Linked DNA regions of Mus musculus: region 1 is linked to region 2. A link is a contact called in public ChIA-PET data. All regions are on one chromosome and are shown on one strand. The core of a region is the stretch at or near the end of the contact, and the rest is flanking DNA. Distances in the headings are between cores, read along the strand shown.

Evidence for each region. ChIA-PET counts read pairs in DNA pulled down with a chosen protein or histone mark.
Region 1: a contact with region 2 is called in an RNA polymerase II ChIA-PET map of memory CD8 T cells, with 121 read pairs. The contact joins the enhancer-like site here to the promoter of Trmt1l in region 2. A contact is called at or near these places in 14 of 39 promoter capture datasets (the 3T3-L1 cell line, 3T3-L1-derived adipocytes, the HPC-7 cell line and 9 more), 1 of 15 datasets of contacts at CTCF or cohesin (embryonic stem cells), 4 of 484 Hi-C or Micro-C datasets (LSK cells, embryonic stem cells and muscle stem cells), 27 of 115 datasets of contacts at active chromatin or transcription factors (the 230-238 cell line, the HPC-7 cell line, the SCID.adh cell line and 17 more) and 2 of 9 other capture datasets (adipose tissue and liver).

Annotation. Positions count from the first base shown.
Region 1 is chr1:151,687,116-151,692,410 of GRCm38.p6, forward strand. It overlaps Niban1 (niban apoptosis regulator 1), which reads left to right. Exons shown (of 14, transcript NM_022018.3): 6 at 2,404-2,519. Among named protein-coding and RNA genes, the nearest start is that of Gm41969, 47 kb to the right of the region's middle. Within about 2 kb of position 2,691, at least 118 of the 459 cell types and tissues checked have an H3K27ac peak or open chromatin away from gene starts, as enhancers often do. A contact at or near this core is called in the HPC-7 cell line, LSK cells, the SCID.adh cell line and 5 more, where this site is marked.
Region 2 is chr1:151,425,273-151,430,531 of GRCm38.p6, forward strand. It overlaps Trmt1l (tRNA methyltransferase 1 like), which reads left to right and starts at 3,270. Exons shown (of 15, transcript NM_026876.4): 1 at 3,270-3,830. The coding sequence starts at 3,605. Swt1 (SWT1 RNA endoribonuclease homolog (S. cerevisiae)) reads right to left here and starts at 3,163. Exons shown (of 20, transcript NM_025819.4): 1 at 3,025-3,163.

The DNA.
Region 1 (5,295 bases), core at 1,441-3,940, 260 kb after region 2:
TCTAATCCTCTGAGGTTAAACACTGAGTGGGTTGCCAAGCCAAGAAAAATAACACGAAAGAAGATACTTCAATTAGAAAACTCGATTTGTGGGACGGGCCATTTTCCCAGTTTTTTCCATTTTGAGCAAGTCTCTGTGTCGATGTTGATGAGAGGCCAGTTCTTCTGTAATGTGGAAGGTGTCCTAGGATTGCTTCCTGGTACTCTCACTATGGAGAGTGTTTAGCTCTTGTAGACGCTATGCCCGAAACTGAGTTTTCTCTTTTAAGCGCCTGCTGCTTTATAATCTAGAAAACCTCAAAGGAGGTAATCCATAACCTGCTAGCTGATCGTCACCTGCCAAGGCCGACTGATTCTCTTAAGTTACGCCCAGTCAGCCATTTAACGTTGACTGAGTAATTCTGATGGTCTAAAGCTATGATGCCGCCTCTCCCTGCAGTGACCCTGCTGCCTACATTCTAATAGAGCCCCCACACACAGATTATAAATTATCTGTAGATTATAGTTATCTGTAGATTATAGTTTCTAGCAAGAGAGCTGTGTGCCCTATTGCAGTGGAGGCTTGCTGTTTACCCCTTCATTTTCCCTTTCTAGGTATGGATTTCTTGACAATTTGATTAGGTGTGTGTGTGTGTGTGTGTGTGTGTGTGTGTGTGTTTACTGGGCATGAAACTTACCAAACTTAAGACCAATGCATGCTAAGTGCACACTCTACCACAGTGAGCTCTACTCCCGAAAGTGCCTGGTTAGATTTTTTTTAAATTACATTTATTTGCCGATTTATTGGATGTATATGTGTGAATGTGTATGTGCCATGGCATAGGTCAGAGGACAGCGTGCAGGAGTTGGTTCTTTCTTTCAACTGTGCAAGTCCCAGGAATTGAACTCAGGCCGTCAAGGTTACCAGTGAACACCTTTATTAGTGTTCTCCACTGCGGCTCGAGACCCGCTCTGCAAACCTCTGTCTCCAAAAATAACTACCTTACAGTTCATAACAGTGGCAAAATCACAGTTATGAAGTAGCAACAAAAATAAATTTAAGGTTGGGGGGGTCGCACACCATGAGGGACTGCATTAAAGGGTCGCAGCATTAGGAAGGTTGAGAAACACCGCTTTCTAAACCATCTTGCGGGTCCAAGATTATTTTTGAGTTCATTTTCCACATCGAAACCTCTATCATTCTGTTATCATTTCCTTCTCTGAGAGCTAGCTTTAGCTGGAGCGATGGCTCATCCACTGAGGAGGCTGGGGCAGGATTGTGAGTTCTAGGCCAGCCTGCACTAGGTAGTCAGGATGCTGGGCTACAGGAGGAGTCCCTCGGCAAACCTGAAGCTAAAGAAAGAAGGCCACAAGCTAGTTTTACGAAGGAAGACACATAATGTTCTGGGGGTTTTGTGTTTTGTTTTGTTTTGGTTTTGGTTTTGGTTTTGCGGGGTAGGAGGGGTTCGAGACAGGATCTCTCTGTGTAACAGCCCTGGCTGTCCTAGAACTTGCTTTGTAGGTCAGGCTGGCCTGGAACTCACAGAGATCTGCCTGCCTCTACCTCCTTAGTGCTGGGATTAAAGGTGTGTGCCACTACCACCTGGCAGGAAGACGCACAATGTGGCTTTCAGAATTCCAGGCAGGTTCCTCAGCCCCAGCTGCCGTCTCCAAACCTTAAATCCCACCACTATACAGACAGTCACTCCTTTCTGGTGATGTGTTATTTCTCAGATGCAGGAACAAACTCATCAAGGTGGGATGCAGAGTCAGACACCTACCCAGTTCTCAGCGGGACCCTCCACTCACTAGCTGTGTGACCATAGGCAGTTAATTCTGCTTTCTCTACCTTGTCAGACTCATCTGTCAGATGAGGTGATAACGATACTTCCCTCTGGAATTTCTGTCAGTTCTCAATGAAATGGGTGATGTCCTTAAATAAACGGCATCTTGCTATGTGCCAGCTATTGCCATTTTCATACGCATGAATTAGCAGACTATGTAGACACTAGCTACTTTTGACAGAGAGGGCTGACATCAGCTCACAAAGAAACTGGACTTTAGTTTGGGCTCAGCTGCATCACAACAGATGACTCATAGGAGAGGTTTCTTATTGGTGGCATGCAGTCCTTGGATGCCCAGGGACAGAGTTTGAGGCGAGGCAGGGAGGGAGAAACAGGGAGGTGTAGGGGGAGAGAGGGGGAAGTAATGACGGTCCCCACCACTTCCTTCAGTAAGTGATGGGATTCTTGGAGGGAGAGTAAGCATTGTGGTAGACACTTACAAATGAGCTCCTACCAGACTGCCTGCTTACTGTCCTGTGTTCTCGTGCCTTATGATAGAGAATTGGCCCGTCATACTTGAAGAACCACAGAAGAATGCAAAATAACATGTCTTTATGAAGTGCCCCTTTTCTTTCTTTTAGATTACATGAAGCAGACAACATTTGAAGCCCAAGCCTTTTTAGAAGCTGTGCAGTTCTTCCGGCAGGAGAAGGGTCACTACGGCTCATGGGAAATGACCACCGGGGATGAAGTCCAGGTACTATGGGCCTCGGAGCTGTGGATCCTCTCTCATCTGTGTGACAGGGGTCAAGGCCATATAATGAAAGTTGCACAAATAGAGGATGTGGTTTCCAAGGCATTTCCCTGAGCTGTCTAAAAGCGTTGAGTCAATGAGCTATAGTTCACATGAAGACTACCAGCCCTGGCCTTCAGGAGGACAGCCCACAGTGCTTAGTTAGGTCGCAAAGTCTGTGAGAGCAGTTTGTTTACAATGCTAGGAGTGTCTTTTGTTGTTTTGGTTATGAGCCAAAGGGCTCTGTGTCGAGTGTGTTCTTACACGTCCACACATGTACTTGTATATTTCCAACCCGAGAACACTTTAGAATTTCAAACAATTCTTAGTGTCCGATAGTTTGCGGAAGTGGATCCATTTAAGACTTTGAGAAGTTGAAATATTTACAATACTTTAATGCACCAAAGAAAACCCAAAGCATAAGAAACAGAAATAAACTGCCTGGCCTAGCAAGTAGACAACATACTTAATATTTAACAGATATTTAATACAGAGACCTGTATTAAAATGTTCCTGTGTGGTATTGTGTAATGTTCAAACCCTAAGCGTGTCTTGGCAGTCTTGCAGAGTGGAAAGGACAGTGTGCACGAGGGAACTGGGAGGCACAGAACAGCTAAGTGACTTATGCAGTCAGCAACGTTATTTCATCTCCTGCCTAGGCCACTTGCTTCGTATTTTCCTCCACTTAAAATCTTTAATTTATTTTTATTTTAAATGTATTAGTATTTTGCCTGCATGTGTGTCTGTGTGAGAGCGTTGGATTCCCTGGAGCGGGAGTTACTGACAATTGTGTATTTGAATTGTGAATTGAACTCTGGTCCCCTTGAGGATCAGCCAGTGCTCCTAACCACTGAGCCATCTCTCCAGTCCCTCACTTAAAGTCTTAATCGTATGTCAGTTCACATTTCTTTCCACTGAAAACAAGAATTTAGTAGAACTTTTGTGGGGTTGAGTGTTTCAGTGTGTGTGTGTGTGTGTGTGTGTATGCTTTCTGTCTACTTTATCCTTTGGGCTAACATGCACTAAGTGCTACAGAAAGTGCAAAAGAGCTAAGTGACTCCTTTTATATTGCTCTCTTAGTAGTAATGACTCACACGAGTGTGGCAAGCTTTCGTGGTGATGGTTGTTTTAGGCAGAGGTCCAGGCAGAGCAGTGTCTCAGAATAAATTTCCTGGCAGGCTGTTTAGGTGAAAATGTTTGTATGCTTGGTAAAAGCATCAACGCATTTTCTACTTGTCAATATGAGCTACGAGCACTATCAGATGAACTCATGAGAAAAAAAAATCTGCAAAAATGTCAAGTAGCTGCAGGTATGAGGTATTTATTTGCCTTTAAATTAACCAGGCGGGTGGGAACATCTCGTCCTTCCCAGGCTGCTTGGTTCTAAGACCAGAAAACTTCCCTTGGTCTTGTCTATTCCTTCTAGACTGGTCTTTATTCAAGATATCTTGAATGGGGCCCTAGGTAGACACACTCACCTACAGTGTTTCAGTAACACAGGGCCCCGGGGCCAAGGGTCCAGTCAGACACAGGGCCTGCCTTTGGGAGGGGCATCCTTCCTCAGTCTTTTTTTTTTTTTTTTTTTTTTTGGTTTTTTGAGACAGGTTTTCTCTGTGTAGCCCTGGCTGTCCTGGAACTCACTCTGTAGACCAGGCTGGCCCCAAACTCAGAAATCCACCTGCCTCTGCCTCCCAAGTGCTGGGATTAAAGGCGTGCACCACCACCACCCGGCTTAAAATGTGTAGCCCAGGCTGGCCTCGAACTCGTGATCCTCCTGCTTCTGCCTCCTTCAGCAAATCCTACCGGCGTGTGCCACCACTACAGGCCCTTCCTCAGTCTTACCCCTTCTTACAGCTTCTAGTCTGAGAAGAAGCACAGTGCTCTGCCCTTAGGGCATAGTGTGACTTCAGTGAGTGTGCTCTGTTGGTTTGGGTTTTGTTGTTGTTTTGAGGGACAGGGTCTCAGCGTGTAGCTCAGGCTAGCCCTAAGGTATTGGCTTGTAGCTCAGGCTAGCTTCAAGCTCTTACCTTACCTCCCTCGGTTTCCTTAATCATATATGAGATATGCAGCACCAAACCCTGCTTGGTTTGTTCATTTTGATCAATCTGATGACATCTTTGGTTTCTTATGTGTGTGAGGAAATCCTTCACTCCACAGCCCAGCAGTTAAATTTTCTCACCATCTCTTCTCACCTTTTTAAAATGCAAAATTATAAAAATGATGTTTGAGGGTCTTTATGGTATAACTCAGTAAATTCTGTTTGATGGGGAGTTAATAGAACCTTCTTATTTAATTAATTAATTAATTAATTAATTTGATTAGCTACTTTCCCTCAAAAAGCCCACAGGCTTCTCTCTTGCTTATGGAGAGCTGGCCATGGTGGGTCGCCCAGAGTGGGCAGGCAAGGGACGAAGCGGTGTCAGGATGGGAGGAAGCTGAATTAAGAGGATGAGGAAGGTGGTGTTAGCATGAGATGGCATGGTACCCCAGGCTCTGCCAGCCTCGGGCCTCTTCCCAACCCCTACCCACCCCCCTCGGAGCCTCTCTTCCCCCTCTCTCTTTCTTTCCCAGACATATTTTCTTTTCAAGTTCCCAAGCTGTAAAATAGAAGCAAATTTCTTGGAACGTCATGTGGGAAAGAGCAGAGGCAAACTGCAAGCCCACCCAGATGGGATGTTGGTTTTCTTTGGCCTTTGTGTGTAACATTTGGGTCTTCTCACATTTATTCACACTCATGCTC
Region 2 (5,259 bases), core at 2,020-4,519:
TTTTAGTTTCATATTTTAAAAAAGTTTAATTTTGGTTTGAGGGTAGAAAAAATATCCAACAAATTTTGAAATGATCCTAGACATGCTTCTACTGGTATGCATTACTGTTTATGTGAAGCAACGTTCTCAGAATTGATGATTATAAAAATCAAACTATTGGGCTGGAGAGATGGCTCAGCGGTTAAGAGCACTGACTGCTCTTCCAGAGGTCCTGAGTTCAAATCCCAGCAAAAACATGGTGGCTCACAACCATCTGTAATGAGATCAGATGCCCTCTTCTGGTGTGTCTGAAGACAGCTACAGTGTACTTACATAAAGTAAATAAATAAATAAAATTCCTTTTAAAAAATCAAACTATCAATCGATCAATCAACTCTGAAATGTTGAAGATTTTCTTGCAGTATCATCAAATATCCAGTCAAGATTTAATTCATTATATAAAAATAAATAAACACACAATCATTAGCACACAAACTTGCTTTTACCTCTAATGGTAAAATTACATATATAAAGAATTATTTTAGCCAGGCATGGTGGCGCAGCCTTTGACCCCAGCACTTGGGAGGCAGAGGCAGGCAGATTTCTGAGTTCCAGGCCAGCTGGTCTACAGAGTGAGTTCCAGAACAGCCAGGGCTACACAGAGAAACCCTGTCTCTAAATAAATAAATAAATAAATAGAAAGAATTATTTTAAAATAAATTTAAGGTTTTCAGAAATGTTAGATTTGTATTTATTTTAAATCTCTATAACCCTGGGTCCAATAAAATCATTTCAAGCAAAAAGGGATCAAAGGTAGAAAAATTCTAAAATGTCCTGCCATAAGATTGTTCACCTAAAACATTGCAGCTTTTGGTTCAATAATGCTTATATAGCATCTTCCATAATAAACAGGACTAACCCGTATAATCAAAGCCACTGCATGGTATATATTAGCTAGGATTTCTATTGCTATAATAAAAACCATGATTAAAAGCAACTTGAGGAGGGTTTATTTCACTGACATTTCCACAACACAGTCACTCAAATAGTCCAGCAACCAAAATCAAGTTTCTGGCATGTGAGTAACTTTGAAGCTGACCCATGTCAAGTCTTTACCTGACAACAGTGGATCTACCAGGTAGCTTCAGTATATCGTCGTTAAAGACCCAAATCCTAATACAGCCAGGAAGTTCATTTTTAATTCCTGGTCCACAAAAACTGTTGAAATTATTTTTATTGTTGCTTAACAGGGCCGGGCGTGGTGGCGCACGCCTTTAATCCCAGCACTTGGGAGGCAGAGGCAGGCTGTTTTTCTGAGTTCAAGGCCAGCCTGGTCTACAGAGTGAGTTCCAAGACAGCCAGGGCTACACAGAGAAACCTTGATGTGAAAAAACAAACAAACAAAAATATAAGATAGCTTATGCAGTAATGCAACTGATGCTTAATATACTCTCCTAAGCCTTTAAACTGAAAATTCCCTCATGCTTAGAAATTCTGAATTTAAACTGCCACAGAATCCCCATGCTAACATTAAATTGTTGTCATCTGTTTTCTAGCTGGTGTTAAATAAGGTTAAAATATTGAGTCAAGCTCTCAAATTAATCATTTACTCTTTTTATAAATGGGAAAAAAAAAAAAACAAGTACTACAAGTACTAAGGATGTCATTTAGAGCTAAGACACAGTGCCTGTTATGAATACCAAAGGCAGAGGGAGGGGTGAGGTGGGGTGAGGTGTTCTGTCAATTAAAAATAATACCATTTCTTTTTTTTTAATATATTATGTATTTATGTGCTTTATGTGTTTTGTCTGCATTCAAGTCTCTGTGAGGGCATCAAATCCCTGGGACCTGGAGTTACAGATGGTTTCCATCTGTCAAGTGGATGGCTGGGAACTGATAAGAGTCTTCCGCAAGAAAAGCAGGTGACCTAAACCACTGAACAATCTCTCTGGTCCTAGTTACCATTTCTACAGGTTGTAATAGGTGCTATTGTCTCACTTTTAATCGTTAAATAGTTAACTCCCCACATAGGAATCCTAGTCCAAAAGCGGTTAAAAGGCCTTCAGTCGTCTTGTGGGGCCAGGCTTCTGACCTTTAAGCTAAGGAGCTAAGCAAATACTTTACCACTGAGATAAGTACATTCGTAGCCCTTAAGGGCTTTAGAACTTGCAAAAGACTGGTGGGGACAAAGTTTACGTTAAACTGGGGAAGGAAAAACACCTTCAAACACTCCAACTAGGAAGGACAATGAGAGAGCAAAACTTCCAGACAGCATTTCAAAGTAACAAACAATCACACACCGTCTCCTATGGTTTCCCAACAGAGGAAAAAAACCTGAGAACCTCCCCTCTTGCCTTAAACGCTCAAGACAGTCCGAAGCAGGCAACCTGAAAGAAAGATCAATTTGGGTTGTTTTTGTTTTGTTTTTCCAGTCTGCTCCAGTGTGCTTATTAGAAATAAAGTGAAGAGAACAAATAAGACTTCGGTGATAAACAAGTCCAGGATATATATATTTATAAAACTTGAGGCGCAGAGGATTCCCTGGCCATATTCCTTAGAGAATCTGAAATGCATCAAAGTGATACATTTGTTAGTAAAAGCCTAAAAAAAAACAAAACAAAACAGGTCAAAACTGCAAAACAATCTCCTACAACCACACCGCGCCTATTCTGCTATCCTTAACCTAGAGGCAAAATTGAAAAAGTGAAGAGCGTCCGGGTCGCAAGTTGTGGGGGGGAAAGTTGTGGAGAGCGGAGTCAGGACTCTACCTCAGGGGGCTGACAGAAAAGTGCTTCTGGGATTCATAAACTGCCTCGGCCCACCCCCACACAAGCCGCCATCGGTCCCCCCACCGCCTCAGGTCCAGCTGGAGCAACCCGGCCACACACTCCACGAGCCGGCCGACCTCCGACCAGCCCCCGCAGTCGCCCGGCCCAGACCTCAGCTCGCGGGTCCCGAGCCCGACCGACGTCCGGGTACAGGAGGCCAGCAGTGAAAAGCTGTCGCCCAGAGAGATGTCCACGCGCCCGGAATACCCTAACTTACCTGAGTCCGCGGCAGCAGCAGCCACAGCGACAGTGGCGATTCCCCGGACCAGTCGGACACCCAAAGCGCCTTCCCAGAGCCCGCTGCACACTGGGAAATGTAGTTCTGTACTCGGACCCCCGCCAGGAGCCGAACGCTCCAGGCAATTCTAGAGTTCTCGGCGCTCTGTGTGTGTTTCCTCCAAGGACCGGAACTGAGCACCGCCCATGAGGCGCGATGCCTCCTGGGTGTTGTAGTCTTATTTCGGTTCGGTGGCGGCCAGTGATGCAGAGGACGTACCGAGGAAACGGAACTCTTTTTCCTCATTGGACACTGTCCGCCACACGCTTCTGCGCAGTCTGTGGTGGCGTCGTAACGCCTCGGGGAAGGGGAAGCCGGCGAAGGGTCGAACCGCTGCCTCTGGCTTTCAGTTTTTCTGCTGACAGGGTTGGGTCACTGGAGCTCCGCCGTTTGTCTGTGGCACGCGTACAGCCTTCCCAATTGCTTCCCCGCCCTTGGATCCAGCCCTGTGTGCATTAACGTCTATTAACCCACTCCGCCGCGAGTCCCCTCCGCGTCCCCTGGCTCGGAGGCCGTAACTATGGAGAATATGGCGGAGGAGGAGCTGCTACCCCAGGAGAAGGAGGAGGCCCAGGTCAGGGTCCCGACCCGGGCCCCGGATTCGGCTCCGGTCCCAGCTCCGGCCGCAGATACGGCTCTGGACTCGGCTCCGACGCCGGACTCGGATCCAGCCCCAGCCCTTGCCCCGGCCCCGGCTCCGGCCCTGTCCCCGTCCCTAGCCTCTGTCCCCGAGGAGGCTGAAAGCAGTAAGTGCAGACGGCCTGATCTCTCTGCCGCAGAGAAGCGAGAAACCATGCCTCGCTGGGGAATAGGGGAGGCCCTTCTCCAGGGTGTTTTTTTTAATGTGGAAAGGCAAATTTAGAAAAATGGGAGGAGGAGGAGGAACCAGAGCGGCAGGTAAGAGTAAAAGGAATACAGCATGGAAAGGGATACTTCTTCCATAAACCTCGAGGATATCATCCTGAAGGATATATGAAGGCCAGGCGTGAGGCAGAGAAAAATAAACAATGAAATTAGTGGCTGTGTCCGTTAGTGTCTTTAGTAGTTTCCATCTCAACCCAGTCTACAATAGTTTTAAAACTTTCCACTGTGTTACAGTAATGGAGGTACTAAGGTAGTAGTAGATCAAGATTGAGAAACTGAAAGCATTTTTCAGTCAGGACTTATACACACTGATGGATTTGTCTCATTGCTGGAGTATACTTTGCTCCCGAGAATAGAAACTCCGTCTCTTGTATCTGCCAAATACTAATTGAGCTTTGTACTTCATTCCAAAGGACAACGATCGTGAAAACGTATAGCCCATATTTTTATTTTCTGAATGTGTTTATACATGTTCCGAGTGGTGGTTTTTCGGTTCATATAAGAAACATAAGACTGATAATTATTAGCATTTTAAGGATCTTCTTAACATTTTGCACAGCGGGCCTAAAAAAAAAAAATTCAACGAGTTTTGTTTTTTTTTTCAACAAATCTGTGGTCCATAAATGGATCTTTATACTCCTTCTGAATTATCGCGTGAGGAATTAATTCATATTTCTAGGCCAGTTGGGGGTTAAATGTACATAAAACAGTCATAATCTAAGAGAATTATTTTGCAGTTCTACAACCACATTCAAGAGCAGCAGAATTGATCCCAGGAAAGACAAAAATCATCCAGTAGACTCATCATTTGGGATCACAGCTTTTAGTGCAAAACAAGGCCTTTTCTCCCTCTACATACAACCTGATGGATAGGGACTTTTACACTGTTAAGGGAATAGCTACCACCCACCTGATCATGTTTAAATCGGACATAGTTCAGCTGTTTGGGGAATGCTTCTTTACTTCTTCACCATTTTAATGCCTTAAAATGCCTCATGGGGCATAGTGACTCCTCATGGTATGTATGCCTGTAATCCTAACACTCCAGAGATTCAGGCAGGCCTGGTAGCTTGGAGATCAACCTGAGCTGCCTAGGGAGACATTGTCCCAAAAGTCTGTCTTAGGGGAAGAGGGTTGCAAACATTTGATTATATGTGCTACAACAATTACAAATTTCTACTGTGAAGAATTTGTGCTGTTGAAACCTTTAAACACGCACTAATCCTTTGAAAATGTATTTTCAGATCTAGTTAGTCCTTTGAAGGCAGTAGCAGCTAGGCAAGATGAAAATGGTGATTCTGAAATAGAATT